Regions from separate parts of the Mus musculus genome. Here region 2 is linked to region 1. Evidence: chromatin contacts called from public HiChIP or PLAC-seq data. All regions are on one chromosome and are shown on one strand. Each heading gives the region's core, a stretch centred on a gene start, on an enhancer-like site or on the middle of the called end of the contact. The rest is flanking DNA. Distances are from core to core; before and after follow the strand shown.

Region 1 (5,615 bases), core at 918-3,417:
ATTCTTTCACAACTTAAACCAGACAATGTGGGCAGATAGGACTCAGCACTTCACAGACATATAAAACTAATTTTCTAGCATGGGGACATTTGCTGTATCCTCACCAGATACACCTCCATAGCCTTTGAACTTCCTCAAAGGACACTGAATCCCAGTAACTACATACCAAGGTAAAAGTCACAAGAAGAATTATAAACACCGAATATCGAATATCATGTAGCTGCTTAAGGCTCACCAAGAGAGAAGACCTTCTCCCAGCTCATTGGAAGACAGGGAACAAGGGGAAAATCACAATCTCCCTAGAGCTTAGCCCACTGCATCCTTGCCTGTCCCAGGAAAGATGCAACTGCGGGTGATTGTCTGTCTCCTCTTCAGTGCCAGACATGGTATGACATTTGAAGTGACAGTAAGAAATGCCACCAGTGTGCCCACTGATTATGCTGGGGTGGTATTGCCCAGTGGCCAGGCCTTATAGGCCCCAGGTGGCCAGCCTTCCAGTCCCTTCCGGGGATAGAGAAGCCAGGGCAAGGCCTTGATGTGAACTAAGCCTGAGTCTTCTTTTTTAATGCTGCCATCGAGGGCTGAGACTTGAATAGGAGGAGGGTGTGTTTTCTTCTGCCATCCTTGGGCATCGTGCCAGAGTTTAGCATTCTCTGTCTGGGAAGGGCTGAGCTACAGGAAGACTGGTAGTTCAAGCCGATGGGATTCTGCCTTGAGTAGAGACTAAGGAGGAATCAGAAGCCATCATTGACCAGGCTGTGGAGTCAGTGGAGCAGAAGGGTGAGACACACTCAGGATGGAGTAAGGATGGAGTCAGCATACTGCTGGCTGGGCCCTGGCCCCAGGTGGGAAAGAGAGAGTGCAGGCTCTGCATTTCAGCTACTGCTTCACAGTCTTGTAAGGAACTCCTCACGTCAAGGGCAACATCAAGGCTCAGCCGGAGTCTGCTGGTCCCCAGCTTAGAGTCTTTGCCGTCTTCTATCCACACAGTCCTGAAGCTGTCATCCACAGGCAGGCACATGCATCTTTATGGCTCACATTTGCAAAAAGACAAAAGACAAGCCAAGATCAGACATGTCAGAGTCATGAGACACCTGACTCTTTGGAGACACACTGCTGAGGGCCCCAGGGACAGACATTGTCCTGGTCAACCACATATTGGCTACACACAGCAGGTCACTATGAAGACAGAAACTTGCAGAACCACTCCTGAGGAAAGGACACTTACAACCAATAGCCATGCCTAGAACACAGGGCTTGCCCAAAGACCTACTTTCTTTTCTTGGATAGAGAACCAGGCAAAACATACACCACTGCCCTCTACTGATAATTAGCAGTATAGCAGCCCCACAATAAGATAACATGCATGTGCCAAATAACAAAACAAAGAGTCTTTAAAGATTTATTCTTTTTAAGTGATGTCTATGTGTGGGTATGTGCACATGGGTGCAGTACCAGTGGAGGCCAGAAGGTGGCGCTGGAGAACTTAGAGCCGACATTGTATTTGCCATTGGGAGCCTCCCAATGTGGGTGGGTACTGAGAAGCCAACTTGGGTCCTCTGCAAGAGCTGGTACACACTCTTGACTGCTGAGCCATCACTCCACAGCCCAGACAAGGAATTTAAACTGAGACAGGAAAATCAATCACTGTTGAGACCAGACCTTATAGATCCCTGGGGATTTGTGTGTGAGACTCTGGGATTTGCAGTGGCAAAACATTCCCTTCTTCCCTCCCTTCCCCACCCTCTCTCCTCCCTCCCCCTCCCCCTCCTCATCCCCTCTCCCTCTCCCTCTCCTTCTTCCTCCCTCCCCCCTCTCTCTATGAGGTAGGCCTCTTTGAAGCTATGTGCTGAAGACTGCCTCTGAGGTGCAGAGACAGGAAGCAGGTGGCCAAAGAACCTGCAAACTGGCTAGGGCTGGCCTTCTTGAACAGCAGGCCTTGTTTATCAGGTCACTGTTACTATCTCTCCAAGGCCAAAGTCTGCATTGGTCCCCCTGACTCAGAGCAGAGAAAATAGAAGAATCAATAATGTACTTGTTTAAATGAAGTCCTCACTCTTTTAGAAAGCCCCATTACCTTCCTGCTGAACCTGTCCCCTGGCACTGCACAAAGGTCCTCCTGAGATAAGACAGGGTTCTTTGATCTCCATTGATTCCCCTCGTGGAAGTGAGTCAGAGGCCCTGTGCCCCACCCAGCCACCGGCAAGGAGGTAAGAGCTCCCGAGCTACACCTATTCTGTCTGTGTCCCTTGAGACCAGAGAGAAGCTGGGTTCGGTCAGGTCTTGGTAGACAGGGACCTGCTCCTGCTTCCTCCAGCCAGGTGGCCCAGCTGAGCCAAACACTGGAGAGAGACGCCTGCCTTGCTTTGTCTGCAGTGCACACTGTGTTAGCCTTGAGAGGGACAAAGGCTGGACAGGAGTTTGCCCATTCTACACACATGGGCGGGTGCAATTCAGAGCATTTTGTTCAACACCACACACTCGCAGAGGCACACAAAGACATACACTCAAGCGCGCGCACACACACACACACACACATATTACCACCACAGAGAGAGAGAGACAGAGACAGAGACAGAGGCAGAGACAGAGACAGAGACAGAGACAGAGACAGAGACAGAGACAGAGAACAGCAGGAAGCTGAGAAGAGCACTTGCCGCTGTCCTGAAGGACAAGGGTTCAGTTCCCGGCATCCACACTGGGAAGGTCACAACCACCTGCATCTCCAGCTCCTGGGAATCTGACACCCTCATCCACCCTCTGTAGGCATTGGTAGTCATAAAAATGATTTTTATTGTTTAAGTAAAAGCAAAAAATTGGAGAAGGGAAGAGTTTGAAGTACACACCAAGGTAGCCATCACTCAGCTGCTGACCTCATAGACAGCTCCATGCTGTAAGTGTGTGTGTGTGTGTGTGTGTGTGTGTGTGTGTGGTGTGTGTGGTGTGTGGTGTGTGTGTGGTGTGTGGTGTGTGGTGTGTGGTGTGTGTGTGTGTGTGTGTGTGGTGTGTGGTGTGTGGTGTGTGTGGTGTGTGTGGTGTGGGGTGTGTGTGTGTGTGTGTGTGTAGTGTGTGTGTGTGTGTGTGTGTGGTGTGTGTGTGGTGTGTGTGGTGTGTGTGTGTATGTGTGTGGTGTGTGGTGTGTGTGGTGTGGGGTGTGTGTGTGTGTGTGTGTGTGTGTGTAGTGTGTGTATGTGTGTGTGTGGTGTGTGTGTGGTGTGTGTGGTGTGTGTGTGTATGTGGGGTGTGTGTGTGGTGTGGGGTGTGTGTGGTGTGGTGTGTGGTGTGTGTGTGTGGGGTGTGGGGTGTGTGTGTGTGTGTGTGTGACAACGTGAGTGGGTGCTTCTGATCATGAACTAAGCCTGTAGGAGCGTGTGCATCTGTGTGTGCACACATGAGCTGCTTATGCATTTCTATATGCATGTGTCTAAGTTTGTGTGTTGCACATAGGTATGTATGTTTCTTTATCTGAGTGCATGTGGGTTCGTGTGGTATTTGTATGTAGATACTCTGACATATGTGTGGGTATATTCATGTGAGGGGTATGTGGGCATCCGCATGTGGTGTAGGTGAGTGTGGCCTTTATCGCAGCCTAGGGCACAGTAATCATGGGCAGTGTCTCTCCTCAGACCTGGTACTCAGCGCCCTCTGGCAGACTCTGAGAGAGAAGCCAGCCCGGCATGAACTGCTAAACTGACTGACTCAGGTTACACTATTTTCTTCCCCTCCAGAGCCTGTAAATCTCACACTCCTTGTAAAAACAGAATTAAAGACAACAGAGCCTCCAGGCACCCTTGGTCCAATGCCTGTAGCCAGATCTTGTAGAAGGGCCAGGTTCCCAAGACGGACCTTCCCTGTCTCTCTCCTGGACCTGGGACCCCTGGGCCACCCTACTCTAAGCAGGCAGAGGAGAACCACATCGGCTCAGTAGACCAGTGCCCCAAGTGGGTGGAGGGGGCTCAGAAAGCACCTGTCTTTCACAGTGGGCACTGATATCCATTTACCCTGTTTTTGAACTTGGAATTTCCATGCTGTTGGGGTCACTTACATATCTACATGCAAATACCATGTGAACCCACCTATGCTCACATAGAGAAACACATACATATCTATATGCAACATACAAACTTACACACATGTGCACAGAAATACATAAGCAGTTCATGTGTGCACACACAGATACACACGCTCCTACAGGCTTAGTCCATGCACAGAAGCACCCACTCATGTTGTGAAACACACACACACACACACACACACACATTCTTGCATTCATACACACAGTATGTACACACACACACATATACACACACCGCACACCTGCACATAATACCTGGACACACACACATCCCCTACCCCACACACACACACAACACACACACACACCTGCGCACATACACACAGCACACACATGAGCATACACATGCATGCACACACACAGGCATGCATGCTTATAGCACATAGCTGCCTATGCGGAAGCCCAGCTGAGTGATGTCTCCCTTGGCGTGTACTTCAAACCCTTCCTTTTCCCCGATTTTTTCTTTCACTTTTCCCACATCCTATCTTGTTCCCAGTGCTTTTCAGTAGCAGGCAGAAATGAAACACAAAAGCATCTTAATGTCAGGGTGTGAGGGGGTTCCAGGCTGGGACCCCAGGATCTAGACCTCCTCAGGTTTCTGTCTCTTCTCATACATACCCCAGGCTTTGTCAGGTTCAGATAGTAGATACACCTTGTGGGTGTGGCTCTCTGTTACCACCTTCCAGACAGCCCTGACTCACAGGGAGTTTTACAGCACGTTGCCATCCTTGGCCCTGACATGGCCAATACCTGGGCAGTGATACCCTAGCATCCTATGAGCTCTGTTGCAGGTCTGCATGTGCCCTTTGCTGGTGTCTCCTGCATGCTGTTGTCAGATCTGGTGTTTCCTGGATATCTTGGGAGTGTCAGGGCTCGCGCTGCATAAGGACCCACCGACCTTGCTGGTTCTGGCTAAGACAACCTTACACACACACACACACACACACACACACACACACACACACACACATCCTTCACGCCCAAGTCTACCCCTGAGCTCAGAGCAACTCAGGAGATAGTGGGCAATGCTCAGCCTAAGCTTAGCAAGGCGGGCACAAATTCAATCCCTACCTTCTTGCTATGCGAGGCAGCCAGCCCTGAGCACATAAGCTGACGGGGCGGCCTGTCCCAGCACCTGTAGAGAGTCCTCTTTCTACTCCCAGGAGCACCCTGCTGTCATGTAGCCTCCAGAACCAACCAAGAGAGCTGGCAGTTTGTAGGCTTGGACAGGTAGGGCTCTCAGCCTGGGCGAATACCCATAAGTCTTAGGCCAGAGGCTCCCTATTCTCCTCCACCGTGCAGGTATTAGGAATGGAAATACAGCCTGCCACACTGTCAGGAGCTGCTTGGCTGGGAGCAACGTACTTTCCAGCAGGCTTGATTGCCCTTAATCCAGAGCAGTAAAAACTGCAGGCCTCATATCCCTGAACCTCATCAGCAAAGAGGGCTTTCCCTCCAGTATTTACAACCTCTGGCCCCTGCAGGGAACAATGAAACAACTTAGTAATGATGTCAAAGAGGCCTTCCAAGTTTAGGGCAC
Region 2 (5,615 bases), core at 2,092-4,591, 420 kb before region 1:
ACTTTTGCCTGCCTGGCTGTCCTGTATGATGATGTAATGCACTTTTGCCTGCCTGATGTATCAGAGTCAAGACCTGGGACTTTCCAGTTCTCTCCAGCTGATTCCTCCTTTTACCTTGCTGGTGTCCAGGTCCCTGGGAACCCTGCCACTCAACAGATACTTTGTCTCTCTTACCACAACTCAACAAAGGAGCTTTGTGTACTGGCCCCTTGGTGCCCTGTGAGACCCTCTGGACAGCTGACCACAGACTGAAGTCCACAAAACCCGGCAAACAGAAAGGAACCTTCTCTTTATGGTTATCTTAGGTGTTTTGCTATTGTAAGAGGAAGCAGGTAGCACTGGGTTACTGCCCCAGCCAACCCCTCTGCAGTCAAGTCTTCAAGGCTAACTCTTTAAATCACTCGCCGTCCTCCGTTAGTTAACTATGTCCACAGTCCTGCTACAAATGATTCAGTGGGCTCTCACACTGCAACGCTTCCTCCCAGGTAAAGGCCATGGTCTCCTGGTGAGAGTACAAGGACCCTTGATAGATGGCTCCAGTCTGGACCATCCCTCCAGCTTCCCAGCCTCCTCTTTGTTTCTTAGCCTCCCAACCTTTCCAGCTCCTGTCCTGTTCCTCCAGTCTCTGCTTTCCCACTCCCTCAGTCTCCCCCCAGGCCTTCTAGGTCCCAGCAGGTCTAGCCCCCTTCTGGCTCCCGATTCACAGTCCATACATGACAGCGGAAGAAACACGCTCACATCAGTTTGAAAACGCTCTTGTGGTTTTAAGAGTAAGATCCAGACACTTCCAGGCCCTGGCCTGGGGCCACCTCTTTCCCTTCAACTACCGTGACTATTTGGTGGCAAGGACATTTCAAGCTTTCTTCCCAAGGGCATTGGTATATGGTTTCTTATGCGTGGACTCTGAAAAACCACCTATCCTGGGAAGCCTTCCCTGACTGACAGCCAGATTTGCGCCTTGCATTTAGTAGGGCAAGACTTTTGTTTGCTCTGTCTTTTCACTGTGGTGTCCCCAGCTCCGCCCCAGCTCCGCCCCAGCCCCGCCCCAACCCTAGTCCCAGACCTAGCTCTGGTCCCACCATAGGCAGGTTTTAGCTGTGGCTGGAGTGGCTGTTGGAGAATGTGACTTGTGAGTCACTCTCCTACCTTGGGGTCTACTCCCTGTTGAGTCAGGCTGAAGGTCCCGGCTACATGCCGCCCTGCAATCCTCAAACCGGCCTCTGCGAAGCAGAGCTTCCGGTGACATGGCACCCATCCAGCTGCCTCTGGGATCCAGGGCCTCCAGTAGTCCCCGGCAGTTGGTCTCTTGCTGGCTGGCACTGGTTTTCGGGTGTCCTGAGAGGTAGTTCTGGAGGCTGCCAAGCAACCTGGGGAGGTAGGGCTGCTGGTGGCTACGAATGAAGGCCACTGTCCGGGCTGCGCTGGAGGCAAAGTTCTGAAGATAGGCAGCTATGCCCTCTCTGGCCTGGTCCACAGACAGAACCCAGGCCAGGGCACGTGTCAGCTGAAGCTCCAGGGCCTGCTTGGAGTGTGCATCCAGCAGAGTGTTACAGCGCTGCACCACTTCCACATGACGTCCTTGGGCCAGCAGGCCAGCCAAAAGGTACAGGACAGTGGCAGGGTGATCCGGGCAAATGGCACCGAGGAAGGCAGAGGCCAGTGGCCCAGTCAGGGAGACCACCGTCATGCCATCCCAGTGGATAGCAGGGATTTGGCTGTCCCCACAACACCAGGACTCCAGGGTGGCCACCACAGGTGCCCCTGGCGACTCAGCCAGGAGAGCCCGTACATGCCGCACGGCTGAAGGCGCATGGCAGCTGAAGGCGGCCAGATAGAAGGCTGTGGCTAAGGGAAGCTCCTCCAGGGCCAGGTGCTTGTCCCCCTCCTGGCAGAGGCAGGCCACGAGCTCCTGAGCTGACATCACGGTCTCAGTCCCCACTGGCTCATGTTCGGTCTTCCTGGGTACCTGCAGGAAGGGAATTGAAGTTAGTGTCTGAGTTGTCACGTTCAGCTTGAGCATGGCCCCGGAGTCCTCAGAATCTGTGCAGACCCTGCTGTGTGGAACCTGAGACCTGGCCACTGAAGAGATATTAGTGGCACTCTCTCAGCAGGCAGTCTCCATAGCTGGGCGTGGGCTCTGCTAGAACCTGTTGGGTTTCAAGTTACTTTTCTCTTGAGCCTTGGTTTCCTTCCCTGTCGAGTGGGATGGGACCCCGCCTACTCAGGTCAGCCTAAGAGGGTTTTGGTGTTCAAGTTGGGGGGTGGGGGGAGAACTGAATGCTTAAGAGATCAGGGGTCAGGGCAGGCTCTAGAACACCTGGCTCCATCTACCTCCAGGAAAAAAGTGTCTCAGAACTCCAACCCAGCACTACACCCCCACCTGCTCATGCCTGGGTGATGCAGGCTGAGGGTTAAGGTCAAGAAGTGCCTGCCAGGTCTGGAGCAGGGTGGAGAGCACTACCAGACAACCTATGGTGGGGAGCACTACCAGACAACCCATGGTGGGGAGCACTACCAGACAACCCATGGTGGGGAGCACAACCAGACCACCCACACTGGAGAGCACTACCAGACAACCCATGATGGGGAGCACTACCAGACAACCCATGGTGGAGAGCACTACCAGACAACCCATGGTGGGGAGCACTACCAGACAACCCATGGTGGGGAGCACTACCAGACAACCCACACTGGAGAGCACTACCAGACAACCCACACTGGAGAGCACTACCAGACAACCCATGGTGGGGAGCACTACCAGACAACCCATGGTGGGGAGCACTACCAGACAACCCATGGTGGGGAGCACAACCAGACAACCCATGGTGGGGAGCACTACCAGACAACCCACACTGGAGAGCACTGCCAGACAACCCATGTTGGGGAGCACAACCAGACAACCCATGGTGGGGAGCACTACCAGATAACCTATGGTGGGGAGCACTACCAGACCACCCACACTGGAGAGCACTACCAGACAACCCATGGTGGGGAGCACAAACAACCCATAATCAGCTCAGAGAAAGACTCTAGAACAAGTCTGTCTTCTAACCCTGCCATCTGACCCCAGGTTAACTACTCTTGGCCCCAACAAGTCCTCCGTGACAGACACATATACACATGCAATACCCTGCTCACACTCACAAGCCGAACCAGCCAGGTCTGGACATGGGAAGGCTCTGGACATGGGAAGGTTCTGATGACTCAAATTCCTTATTAGGCCCCAGGTTGGGGGTGGTGGGTGAAGCTGCTGGTCATCCCCAGGGGCTCTGGGCCTTTAGAGACACAGGCCCAACACAGTAGACACAGAACAGGCAAGGCCAGTTTCCAGGGAGAGTGTCAACATCCCAAAGCTGCCTGGCTGCTCAGCTATGCCCTCTAGTGGCCAGACCTGCTCAGGCAGTGGGGAGGGCAAGGGAAGGAGGCAAGGTTTCGCTGGGCTTCATGGGGCAGCCTTGGAGGAGAGAATCTAAGTCTCGGAGGAGGGAGGCTCAGGAGTGTACAGTGCCTGGGTTTTGGGTGAACTGTCCCATGCTTTGTGCTAGCCCCTGCCCCACAGTTTCAGTCTTTGTCTCTGAGTCCCAGAACTCAACCTTGGACAGGGTGATGATTCTTCACCCCATACCACGCCTGGTCTCGCTCCCCTTCCTGCAGCCCCTGTCCACGCTGCGGGTCCTATGGTCTTCTAATTTGCCCCAAGTCCTTGGCCCCACTGGGCAAGTAGGCTAGGATCTAGTTCTGTGCTCACAGCCTGTTTCCTGGGTTGCCCTGGCTCTACCAGCCCTTTGATGAGGATGGCTAGGTCTAGACTGAGGAGGGGGCATACGGTTCAGTTTTAGAAGGAGGAAGTAGAGGCTGTGGCCTGAGAATCAGTCCATGCTTTGTCAGCTGCCCTACAGGGCATGCTGGGTAATCAGCTTCATATGACTGCAGAGGGGTCTGCTTTGGGCGGCCCCTCCCAACTCGCCTCACCAAAGTGTACAGGTATGGGTGAGCACTGGCTCCTCTGGGGGCCCTGGGGACTGGATACAAGGCTGCTGGGGGTGGGTGGGATAGCTTCCAGGGATACAGTCTGCACACACCCCTCTATGGAGCTGTGATATAGAGAGCCTGGGTCTGAGGGAGCAAGGTGGGTGCAGCCAGCAAGGCTCGATTTCCTGTACAGCCCACCTTCGCTTCAGCTCCTTGACATTCACAAAGGCACAAAACTTGCAGTCGGCAGTGGTGAGGGCTTATTAAGAAATTTCCTATTATGTTACTTTGATTACTTTCATTTTAATTACCCTAATTAGGCGAGCTCTGTAATGGAGTGGGCTGTCCTGTGGGGCTGTTGGAAGGGCCTGGGGCACAGAGGGGCACTGACTATGGCAATTACATTAGCCCTGATATGTCCCCTGTGCCCTGCCTGGGTGTATGGAGCCTGAGGGGATGCAGGCACTGGCCAGATGGCCCATCTCCTGGTTAGGATTGGGCTGTGACTGTAACTCCCATTTGAGAGCAGCATGCCTGGGTGCTGGAACCCACCTGTCCACGCTGTGTCTTCTATATTGTGTTTACACCTCTGATACTGTGGTAAACAAATCCAGACTGCTGGAGTTGAGTAGGGAGTCCAAGTTTCAGAATCCGGACATGGGAACCAATCGCAAGGCTTTAGTCTCTCTGGTCCAAAGGATTTCTGCTGTGACTGACTCGAATCTAGTTAGTGGTGACCAGAATTTCAGCCCTGTTCACTACATAGGACCCATGAGTTACCCTAGACACCCTGCTTTGTTGGGGATCTAGGATGTCTGAGCAGGAGTCAGCCCTGCTCCATAGTGACATCCCTTAAACAACCCATGAGAATAGTTCTGACCATCTGACCACTCCTCTGTGGTGATAGGTTTGTATCTGAGGCTGTGCCTGGCCTCATGGGAACAGGGGCAGAGTCACTGTAGCTCCCAATGTAGCTTTCTGCATACAGTGTTTAAGCAGGCCCTTGGGATGCCCTTCATTGGAAAGAGCACTGGGCTAGTGACCAGGGTCTTCTCAGATGAGCAGGGAACAGGGCAGACGTTGCGAAAACTCCGAATCAAACCTTGTTGGGTGTGGGTCTGATAATTGTGAGTTGCTGTTCTGGGACAGTACTCACAGGGCCTGTAGGGAGCTCTTTCTCAGCTCTCCAGAGGAAGAGTGGGAGTGGCTGTTCCCATGAAAAGGTCTTTATGGATCCTCTTCCCAGATCCCCAGTGTCCCCCCCAAGAGGGCTGCATTAGAAAGATCTGTTGTGGGTTGGTGAGATGGCTCAGTGGGTAAGAGCACCCGACTGCTCTTCCAAAGGTCCGGAGTTCAAATCCCAGGAACCACGTGGTGGCTCACAACCATCTGTAACAAGATCTGACGCCCTCTTCTGGAGTGTCTGAAGACAGCTACAGTGTACTTACATATAATAAATAAATAAATCTTTTAAGAAAGAAAGAAAGAAAGAAAGAAAGAAAGAAAGAAAGAAAGAAAGAAAGAAAGAAAGGAAGAAAGAAAGAAAGAAAGAAAGGAAGAAAGAAAGAAAGAGATCTGTTGCATCTTTCCAGAATTCATTTGTGTCGCCCATGCAGTGGGTAGTGGTCACCCTTTCCTGCAAA

What was found. HiChIP or PLAC-seq counts read pairs in DNA pulled down with a chosen protein or histone mark.
Region 2: a contact with region 1 is called in an HNF4G HiChIP or PLAC-seq map of pancreatic cancer cells. The contact joins the promoter of Ttc34 here to the enhancer-like site in region 1. A contact is called at or near these places in 1 of 15 datasets of contacts at CTCF or cohesin (embryonic stem cells), 1 of 484 Hi-C or Micro-C datasets (nephron progenitors), 4 of 115 datasets of contacts at active chromatin or transcription factors (astrocytes, bone marrow-derived dendritic cells, embryonic basal ganglia and 1 more) and 1 of 9 other capture datasets (embryonic stem cells).

Annotation. Positions count from the first base shown.
Region 1 is chr4:154,414,988-154,420,602 of GRCm38.p6, reverse strand. All of the region lies in intron 3 of Prdm16 (PR domain containing 16), which reads left to right. Among named protein-coding and RNA genes, the nearest start is that of Gm52688, 89 kb to the left of the region's middle. Within about 2 kb of position 2,167, at least 20 of the 459 cell types and tissues checked have an H3K27ac peak or open chromatin away from gene starts, as enhancers often do. A contact at or near this core is called in pancreatic cancer cells, where this site is marked.
Region 2 is chr4:154,835,142-154,840,756 of GRCm38.p6, reverse strand. Ttc34 (tetratricopeptide repeat domain 34) reads right to left here and starts at 3,341. Exons shown (of 9, transcript NM_172878.4): 1 at 3,145-3,341; 2 at 1,147-1,966. The coding sequence starts at 1,921.